Regions from separate parts of the Zea mays genome. Here region 2 is linked to region 1. Evidence: chromatin contacts called from public Hi-C data. All regions are on one chromosome and are shown on one strand. The core of a region is the stretch at or near the end of the contact, and the rest is flanking DNA. Distances in the headings are between cores, read along the strand shown.

Region 1 (5,493 bases), core at 1,158-3,657:
TGTTTTTGTCTATATAAATTGCAGTCGCTGCAGCAGTTCAAACACATAGCTGGAAAAAAGTAATTAATCATATAAGTACGCCAACGCCGACAGGTTTTTGATTTCTTTTTCCAAATTGATTAAAACGAGAAGAGAGGAACGTTTTCATGGGAGTCGACGCTGACTCCCATGAAAGCGCTGTTCCACCTCCATCCACGGCAGCCTGGCTGGCGTCTGGCGCCACCTTCCACGAACCGAGAAGCGTCGGTCGGCGGCCCGTACTAATGACAATAAATATATTATGTTTTTCTTTTTCGCAAAAAAACGTATTAGGTTTAAAGTAAAAAAACTAGAAAAATATTAAAGTATTTTGCAGCAAAAAATACATAGAGACCAAAGTACTGTACTTATTCTACTCCAACGGTACTTGCTAGTTTAAACCGTAACTATGTAGGTGTGCTATCTTTCTTTGATCGTTCGCCGGTGCTTGGCGGTAGATGAGCAGGTGACTGTGAGTGACAGGTGAGCAATAGCTTTCTCCGACCAGAAGCGTCAGTGCGAGTCAGGCGCCGCCGACTTCCTTCCTGTTTTGTTTGCCTCGTGACACGCACGTACGACTCCCTTCCTGTCCATTAGCTACCGATGATTCGGGCGTGTTTGGTTTACGGTAGATTTTAAGAATCTGATTTTAAGAATATATTATGGATCCAAACAGAGTTTATTCTGTGCCTTAGATTCTGCGCTCATAGAAACAAAATCTGTAGAATCAAGCCATAGTTGGGTTTTCTTGGGTAACGTGAACATGCAGATTTTAAAAATCTGCGGAAACCAAACGCGGCCGAAGATTCATCACGGGATAGATGGTGGTGGGTATGAAAGTCTTCGCCAAGAGTGGCCGGTAGTTTGTTGTATAAAATACTATTTTATATTATATATGATGTTGTTTATAGATTGGAGATTAGATATATAGCTCGAGGACCGGCTAAACCTTCGTGCCGTTTTTATCTTCTTCTTCTCCTCATTGTTTATATTCTCACCAAAACGTTCACCACTTTATGCTAGATTATGATTTTCTTCTATCGATGAAAAAATCATTGCTCTTGGAAATATCTTTTTCCGTACATGTAAATTGCATCATGATTTTTTTATTTCACATATTGTATAATTCAAAATATTAATGAGCTTATAGCTCCTAAAAACTATATATATATACACATATATATATATATATATATATATATATATATATATATATATATTCAAATTGTACAAACTACAAACCTCGACTACACCTAAATTTATCGCATTTATGCTAGTTGCATCCCATGTTTTAAAATAGGTTAGGACACTGTTTTGAATATTTTACATTTTTTCTATTTTTTTATATTATCTTATAGCTAAATCTAATATTTGGAAGCTTCTAAACATATTTTCACAATCTCTAAATGTGCGTTGCGTTCACGATGTTTCACATCATAGTTTTATCATGAGGGACATCAAGACATTTTAGGTAACATTTGGTTCTAAAGTATGGTGGAGACGGAGTCGCCCCGCTCCCAATTTATTTTTGTTTAGATCGATTCTCTGAAGGGCGGAGTGAACCTAAAAATAGGAAAATTACGCTCAGATATAAGACTATTTGGCTCCCCAAAATCTCTCGGACAAAAACCGCTCCCTGAGACATAGTTGTTCCATCCTATGTGGCTCCGTAACCGAACACTATCTTAATACTCTCTTCGTTCCAAATGAAAAGTAGCTTTGGCTTTTTTTTATAGACACATAACTTTTATAGCATATTTATACATAGCAATCGTAGTTTTATTATGAGAAGCATTACAACATTTAATACTCTTTTTAGTTCTAAATTGGAAATAGTTTTGGTTTTCCAAGTTACATATTTTTTATAACATATTTGTACATAGTATATATTTATGTGTATAAAACACGACATACTAAAATGTCAGAGCGGTTTACAATTTGAAATATAGGTGTAAGTGTTTAGATTTTTTTTCTTCCAATTTTTAGATATTTTTATATTTGTATGAAACCATCTATGAATTTGTTTCTAACCGGGAATGCGTAACTTATAAATCATTTTAAGATCTGAAGATGGACAATTTATATCTAAATTTATGTAGAGTTTGAGGATAAAATCTAGACTCGGTGGTTATTTAGAGGCAAAAACCGCTCAAAGGAAGACTCGGTTTGGGCCGAAGCTCAAAATTATCCTCGCTCGCCTACCTCTCAAACTGTTACTGGGTTGCAGGTCGAAGGGGCCTCCCTGTCGTATATTTTTACAGCCCGTGTTGGGCTGCCAAATGTCTTCATTCGTCCTGAGGGTCATGCATGTCGAAGACTTGAGGCCCATCTAAACTGTTTAAAACCCCTCTGAAGCGTCAATTGTCCGAGAGCCCATTCCTTCTTCGACCATCTCTGATCTCCTCTCCCGGCGGGAAAAGAAAAAACAAACCTCCCTTCTGAGCTGAGCCTCTCCAGAAGCTCCAGAAGAGCCTTCCACGGAGCCGATGGCTGCAGCGGCGTCAGGCGGCGACACCCCGAAGCAGCTCCTCTCCATCATCCGCGACTTCGCCTACGAGAAATCGCACGGCGGTAAGCACCCAACTTCTCCCGCGCCGAGCGCGGAGGCACTAGGTTTTTCGCGCGTCTGCGGTTGATCGGACGCTCCGCCGTCTCCCGCTTGGCGTGCGCGCAGAGCGCAGGGTGTCCGACCTCAGGCGGCGCCTCGCTGATGCGCGCGCCGCGGCAGACGTGGCCGCGGCGGAGCTCGACGCCGCGAAGCGCGCGCGGGAGGCTGCGGAGCAGGAGTTTCGCGGGAGCCAAGTGCAAGACGCGATCGCCGCCGACTCCATCCTTGCGCTAGAGGTTTCTCCTCGTCTCGCCTTTAAATTGACGAATTGTCACGCTTGCTATGCCCAATTTTCGTGACCCGAACTACTTTGGTGCGTTTAGGCGACGATCTCGTGTCTCCATGAGGAGATCTCGAAGGCCAGCACTGATCTGGACGCGCTCAAAGTTAGAGCATCATAATTCGCAGCGAATTTATTTGGGTCCTTTGTTACTTTAGTATTAAATTAACTTATTCTCATTCTGGTTTGTGGTTCGAATTGGAATGGATCGGCTGTTGGTGCTTGACGAATTTGCTCCAAAAGAGCAAGGAAGACAGTGAGAGGTGAGTAATATGAACTATCTAATGCCTTGTTGCTCTACAAAATATCCCATATGTATTGTCCTGTACTAAATATTGTTTCTCTCTGCTGGTCATGGTTATACTTTCCCTCACTGCTGCAGAGAAGACTTCATTAGCAAGATGTATGAGATGAACGCAAAGATAAGGTATGAAATGACTTCTTTTGTTGTTTGATGCAATCATAAAACAAACTATAACTGATGTTGCATCTATGTTTTTCGGCTTTGCCTATAGTGGTGTTGGCAGAATGGCAGTAACTACCTCTGTATAATAAGGATATGATGTATTGTTTGGATATTCTCAAAATACTTGAGACAAGGGAGCACAGTGGTGAAATTTTTTATATGGGACGTGTATCAGAGGTGTTCGCAAGAGTCATGACATTGCACTAAGAGGGCACTTTAAGATTCTTATTACATTCTGCTTTTACTTTTTAAATTTTTCATCAATTTAGATTTGCTTGCTGGCTAAAACTTGTTTTGTAAGTTTCAATTTTGTTACTATCATGCTATCTATCGAAAGGTAATACTGTCTTGTTCATTATCTAGAGAAATAATATTCATCTTCTGCAGGCAATTTCAACAGATGGTATCTCTAGAATTAGCAGAGTACAATCATTGTGAGCTGCCATCTACAGATGGTATGTAATGAAAATCAGAATGGAACATATCAATTTCTGTTCCTGAATGGTGGAAGGGGTTCCATTTAATATATGTTTCTCTAGTCATTTCTTGTTTATTGCTTCTTCATAGGTTTTCTTTCCTTTTTACCCATAAATTTGCGATATTAAATTATGTTATGTTGTTGAAGCTGATTCTGTCTGTTATGATTTGGAGTTTTTGTGCATTGCCAGGTGACAGCTGATAATTGTTCATTTATTACCAAATGCAAATTCTGTCTGTTATGATAATTGTTCATTTATTACCATAACAGAGAGGAACTTCAAGATAGCCCAGTTTGGTGTTGTCTTTGTACTTATGAATATAATTTGTGTTGTTAAACTTTGTAAGTCCTTTTTTGTCTGTGTCCATTTCTCATCTTGTTTCTGAAGTGTCTTTCATAGTTAGCCTAAACATCCTTTGACCTCTCTGGTAGTCAAATGTACTGAAGCTCGATATGTTGAGTGATAGTGCTAGTTTCGTTTCCTTATTTTGGACAATTCGCAATTTAACATATGGATCAAATTGTGCACTTCGTTCCTTTACACTATCTGAGATGTCCCCTTTGTAGGTGAACATGTCAAAGACAAGAGTAAAACCGTGGACTCGGAAGGCATTTCGGAAGAGTTGTCAGATAAGGTGAGCAACATTGAAGCTGAGGTGCAGCTCTTGGAAGAAGAGTATAAAAAGGATCTGCTTTATCATGATAAGGTTTGTTCTCCCCAAGCATTGCATTATATTTATCTTCACAATACTATAAGCATGGAACTTCCAACATATTTTCAATTTTCTGTTCGTGAGACCACCCTGATGAAAAACTGTGGCTGTGAATTACGGGATATTTGAACGACGGCTGACATGTTCTGCATTTAATAAGTTTATACAGTATATGCGACCATTAAAGTGCCAAATGCATATTAAGCTGCTGTAGTTCATGAATCAGGAAAGCGAGAAACATGATAATGGCAAGTGCGATGCATACTGATTGTTACTGAATGGTTAATGCATCTGAAGGCAAATGTATTAACTGTGGAGCAGTACATGTGTTTGCCAAAGGCTGTTCATCAATCAGCATTACAAACACTAGTAGGCGATGCAGTGTCAAGGGTCATGGCTGGCGTGCAGGCAGAGGATTTGTGGTTTGAACTGTGGCGTAATCTATTTTTAATAATCCATACTAACCATCAGTTATCTCCCTCATTGGTTAGGAAAGGTTCGGTGATTAAGGACATTTTGTCCTGCCAGGCGCCAGTTTAACAAAAACCAAGGATTTTGGTGCTTTGTTCGCAGGTCCGTCAGGAGCTGGCCGAAGTCCAAGCAAAGAGAGCTCTTATGGAGGCTGTTATGGAAGAGACAAAGCAGTTGCAGGAGCTCGGCGAATATCCTGAACATACAGAGCTGTCTGTTCCTATGCATTTCTAGTCGCATATTCCCCATGCTTTCGGCGAAGCTTTCTTTGACCTCGAACACGCGGGCAGCTGAACTGGAGAAGGTGCACGCTTCACTTGCAGTGGAGCTGCAGCGTCGGTACGTATGCCCCGGCTGCGGAGTCAATAACATGCCTGGGCTGGAGGAGGCCGCGAACTAGAGGAGGCGTCAGATGATGTGCAGTGCATACACAATTTGGTCAGATGTTTGACGTGGGGC
Region 2 (5,289 bases), core at 324-2,823, 200 kb before region 1:
TTGGCGTTGGCAAGGAGGGCTGCCTTCGCGACTTCATCGGTGGTGGAGTAATTTGGACATGGTGTTGATTTTCTTGGGAGGCATCGTGGGATTGGTCTTTGAAGCATAAACGATGGTGCCAAATGTTGGGTTCTGACAGGTGGACCCCAACACTCGGGAGGAGGTGAGAAGCACGATGCACAACAAAATGTTAAGTCGAAAAACTGCAACGTCCTATCAAGCGTGTCCCGTCCAGCTACAGGACAGGGGTATTTATAGGGTAACAAGGGTTGGTAGCCTAAAATACATTCAAACCCCCGGTTACCAACTACATCCTAGGAATATATTGTACGACAGGGTAATTACAGTGCAGTAACGTGATAGGGCCGAGCGCACCAAAACATCTACATGATTGGTACATTGACAGGTGGACCCAAATGGGACGGCCCACAAAGCTTTGGCAACCTTGTAGAATCTATGCTTCCCCTAGGTCTTCGTCCTCCCGACGCTCTCATGTCTGATGGTTGGGCACCTTAGCACCCCTCACGCCATCTATGGGGTGGTCCGCGTTTGGAGCCTTCGTCAATGGGGAGTCTGGCCCACCACACATTAGCCTTCGCTCGATTGGCATGACGCGGGTCTTCGCTCTCAGCGAGCCCCCCATGGAGACGTCCTCACTCGATTGTCGTTAGCCTTGGAAATCAAAAGCTCTTCCGGATGAAGTGTGCTTGTCGAAGCCTTCGGTCATGCCTGGTCCTATGTTCAGACATGATTAGTTTTGGCTTAGGGGCGTAATCAGCGAACAAGGTCTAGTTCAGCCTCTGCCCCTACAATTAAATTGTATGAACATTTTGTCTTTTGTATCAGATTTAACATTGTCAAATGTATGTAAAGGCACAAGGGTCTCATAAAGCTTCATAATAAAATGGAGAGATAAAATCATAAACTTAAAAACCAAATAATAAAATCACAATTATAAGGCTAGAGAGAAAGGTGCAATCATAAACTTTCCTCAGGGTTAGTTTGGGAATACCATTTTTCCAAGGGATTTCCATTTTACTAACGGGGCGTTTGGATCCCTTCATTTCAGAGGAATTGGAATTCACTCAATAAAGTAACTTATTTAGTTTGGAATTTAACATTCCACCACTTTCCAAAGTTCAGATATAAGCCTATCTCAAATTCATGGGGTGGAGGATGAGAAATGATTTTATGTATTAGTAGAATTCGTTTCTACTCTGTAACTTACATGACACACTTTGTCTCACTCCTCTGTAGTAAAATGTAGCACATAAATATCTCTGGCATCTTACTAATAATAATATACAAATATATTTTACATAAAACATAATTAACTTAATTGATATATATCTAAATTACTATTATTAAGAAATTAGTTTATTTTCCTTTAGAAAAATAGGAATTGCACGGAAAATAGAGTTCCTAAACTAGTTTATTTTTTTAGAAAAATAAAAATTACATGAAAAAATGGAATTTTCAAACTAGCCCTTAAAATAATTCCGGCGTACTCCTATGAAACCAAGTGGGCAACCGGAAGGAAACAAAAAGTGAGAGAAACGCGAGGGTAGAACCGTCATTTCGGGCGAGAAGCTCCAAACGACCACACCGCACACGCCGATAAAACCGCTCCACCCACTCCGCCCACTCCCCCTCTGCCGTCGCCTGTCCACTTTCCCCGTGCTTCTCCGCCGTCGAGGCCGCGTCCCAGTGCGAAGAGACTCCGACTCAGATGGCCAGCCGCTGGGTCCGGCCCGAGGTCAGCTTCCTCGATCTCTTCGATTGCACTCTCTCTCTCTCTCTCTCTCTCTCTCTCTCTCTCTCTCTCTCTCTCTCTCATGGTGGTGCAGCGCAGGTGTACCCGCTGTTCGCGGCGACGGGCGTGGCCGTCGGCATCTGCGGGTTTCAGCTCTTCCGGAACATCACTGGCAACCCGGAAGTCAGGTCCGCTCCGTGCTCTTAACTCCTGCCTGTTTTATTCTTGCAAGAAATGTGCTGCTCCTGCTGGATCAGGGTAGATCTGCTTGGTTTGGGTGCTGTTGAAGTTTTAGTCTATATGTAGTTCAAGTTCACTAGTTCAGTAGTCGCTTTATTTCTTTGTCTTGTCTGAAAGGCTGAACCATGGTTCGGCGTTGAGCCGTTGACTTGCCAGAACCAGAGTTGTATTGTATCCATCAGGTGAAATTTGTCTTGGTAGTTTTCCCGGTTGGAAAACTAGTTCCTTTTGCTGGGCAAGGTTGAAAACGACTAGACCATTTGTAGCTGTTCGGTCAGATTGTAGGAACCGAAGTGTAAGGTTTGGGAGTGCTAATTCGTGGCTATAAGCATAAAATGTATGCATATGCTTCTGTTCTTTACATGACATCTTAATAGTTTGTTTACATGCATGGTGCCAATTACAGTATTTTTTTTTCTGAGTTTAAAACGGCATATGCATGTAGGCACGCTGTTCACATCTTCAGTCTGATTGTCCACTATTTGACAACACGAGGATGTCACAATTGTAGCTGTTTGTTTGTGCTTACCTAGTTACATGCATCCATGTTTACATATACATTAATCCTGTAACACTATCAACACGAATGCCTTGAATTTTACAGGGTAAACAAGGCAGGGAGGGCAGCTGGTGTGCTTGAGAACCATGAGGAGGGGAGACGTTACGCCATGCATGGCCTAAGAAGCTTTGTGCACGACAAGACTCCTGAGATCATGCCTGCAGTTAACAAGTTCTTCACTGACCCTAAGTGAAGCATGTTGATTGGCATACTACTACTACTACTTGCTACTGGGGATTTTACACTTTGCTGGCAACTCAATATGTTGGGGACATCCATGACCTCTAAAAGTACTTTGAGCGCTTGGTGATGACTTGGTATATGTATGATGGTGGATGAGTTTGATCGTCCATGCTTGATGTTCATATTCATCTGTCATCTGGATTTGCCGCACTTCAGTGATAAAATTGTCATTTGGATACTGGTAATGGTACCGTCTTGTGAAGTTCGCTCCTTCTGCAGTGTGTGAACTATGACTGAGTTTGATTGGGCATCTGCATGTCTTGCATCTCCTCGATATGATGCTAATCCCAGCCCAGGCGCCAGAATACGTCAAAATTTACTGATTTCTGTTTTTGTTAGATGAACCAAGGTCGATGACTAGCTTATGATATTTTCTCTGATCCTAAAGAAATAGTGGATCAAATTAGTCTCTCAACTAGTTATTTTAAAAGATATATCGCACGATCATTAAACCTTAACGTTACACTAAACCAGATAAATTCATCAAAAGTTCAAAACTGGTAGAGTAATGCAAAAATAAACAACCAGCAGAACGGATTGTAGCCTTCATTTGTCTTGCTGTGCTCCTCGTACCGTACCCAACAACTAAAGCTGTATGATATACAACGAAGCGGATACCAGGGACGAGGAAACGGTAAACATTTGGTGACAACTCGATTGACTCCAGAATAGTCCACTAGCAACAATTTGATAACTCGATCGATTTCCCATTTTCCCTGCTTTTTTCCTTATGAAAAAATGGCCTCACTTCTAGCATTCGAGTAAATACAGTCGAAAGACAAAATTGCCTTCGTGTTTTTATTCCATCTTGTACAGGGTGGTTCCCTAAGCAAGCATCAACAACTCAGTTGATCTAACTACTGGAAACGGCTTACAAGTTACAACTGACCTGCCAACATTCTGCTTCATGATGCCGTTTCCTGGGTAAGATCCACGTACCATGATTTCCATGCTTCCACATAATGACCAAAAAGATCATTCAGTGCTGCAGCAACAATAAACTTTGTGTAAATTCAATCCAGTCAACTAACAAAAGAAACAACTCTCCATAGTAGTCTAACAGAAATACTGGATTCAAACAGGGATCAAACAGACAAAAAATAAACTCTGCATAATTGGATTATTAAAATCTATGGTAATAACATGTAATATTGGATCTTTACTGATTTACGAATGAGTTTCTATAGCATATATATGTAAATATGTTTATTTCATTACGAGTTCAGATTTTGGAATTTAGGTAAAAAAAATTGATCGTCTTTTCTTAAATGAATCGAAAAATACAACCATCCATGTTTTCCTTTTTAAAAAAAATCTAACACCCATATGACTTCTAGACATGGAAATAGGTTTTTAAACATTGTAACACAAGCCATGTCAAGTACACGGCTGCTTGTTTATATACTGATTAAGTATCAGAAGAGGTGAAGCTAAAGCTTGGCATTTATGACAATACTATGAACCTCTAAAAAATCTAGCACCTAAGAATTCATAGTTGCTGCAAACAGAAGTGCTTGACAAGTTAATTGCATGAAATTAAAAGAGAACAAACGGTGTTTTGGTAATGCAAATTTGTTTCTTTGAAAAAAGAATTCAACACTGCACTTATGCAAATGAAAATGTTAAGCTCACCTTGATTCTGATATTGTGGACGGAAGGACACAGCAAGGTTTTCCCAGTCCTGAATGTTCTTCCTCTCCTGCTGCTTAACAGTTTGATCATCAGTTTCGTGTTTCTTTGCACCAGCAGGGTGGAAGGGCCCATAAACAAAGTCACTCCTTTTCCCTTGCACCAGCTGCCTCTCAAAAGTCTTCACTATGTTACCAGCACCCTGCATGAGCTTGACTTTGTTCTCCGCTGCTGAGTCTAACTTGCCTCGCTTATTGTCAATGTTTGTAAGATCAGTACCAAATGCTCTCTTATTGGGCATTGCCTTCATCGATGGAGGTACAGAAACCATGACATTGTTATCTTGCTTTCGCTTTGCCTGGCCTAGCCACCGGAATGCAGGTTTTCTTGTGTCTGCTTGCTGCGTCTGAAACAAACGTTACAAGAAACTTCAGCAGCCACCAGCCAGAAATATCATTCCATTCATTTGAAATGGTATGCAGTCGAGAACCTACCTTCTCAATGAGGTTCAAAGAAGACAGCACATTGGCAATGTCATACAATCGACGAACTTTGGCTGCTTTGCATATTAGAATCAGTGCAAATTCTATTTGGATATGAAAAATATTTGGCATAAGCATGGAATTAAACAAAAGGAATGCATGTACTAACTTCTCATGTTGCTGTCTGCATGTCCCTCTCCAAGGAGAAGCCTTGCAGCTTCGTCAAGTGAGATTGTCCCAACCTGTACGAAATACAAGCCTCATTACAGTTAAGTGCGAAAGGGAAATAACCCAAACCATACAGGGTGATTTCAGTCCTCTCACCTCCATGTTGAGGAAGAGCTTGACAAAATTCTGAGTGAGGAGCCCAAGGGACTTCTCCT

Evidence for each region. Hi-C and Micro-C count contacts between places; a contact is called where the count stands out from the background.
Region 2: a contact with region 1 is called in a Hi-C map of tassel, with 1.7 times the contacts expected there. The contact joins the promoter of LOC100286358 here to the promoter of LOC103629953 in region 1. A contact is called at or near these places in 4 of 25 Hi-C or Micro-C datasets (bundle sheath, ear, leaf mesophyll and 1 more).

What each region holds. Positions count from the first base shown.
Region 1 is chr6:125,774,410-125,779,902 of Zm-B73-REFERENCE-NAM-5.0, reverse strand. It overlaps LOC103629953, which reads left to right and starts at 2,407. Exons shown (of 9, transcript XM_008651051.2): 1 at 2,407-2,589; 2 at 2,693-2,862; 3 at 2,950-3,012; 4 at 3,150-3,169; 5 at 3,289-3,333; 6 at 3,760-3,827; 7 at 4,418-4,557; 8 at 5,137-5,225; 9 at 5,317-5,493. The coding sequence starts at 2,505. The coding sequence ends at 5,434.
Region 2 is chr6:125,975,960-125,981,248 of Zm-B73-REFERENCE-NAM-5.0, reverse strand. LOC100286358 (B12D protein) reads left to right here and starts at 1,573. Exons shown (of 3, transcript NM_001159245.1): 1 at 1,573-1,756; 2 at 1,853-1,941; 3 at 2,598-2,980. The coding sequence starts at 1,730. The coding sequence ends at 2,745. It overlaps LOC103629955 (E2F transcription factor-like E2FE), which reads right to left. Exons shown (of 11, transcript XM_008651054.4): 6 at 5,231-5,289; 7 at 5,076-5,148; 8 at 4,919-4,980; 9 at 4,428-4,830; 10 at 3,685-3,780; 11 at 2,687-3,177. The coding sequence ends at 3,701.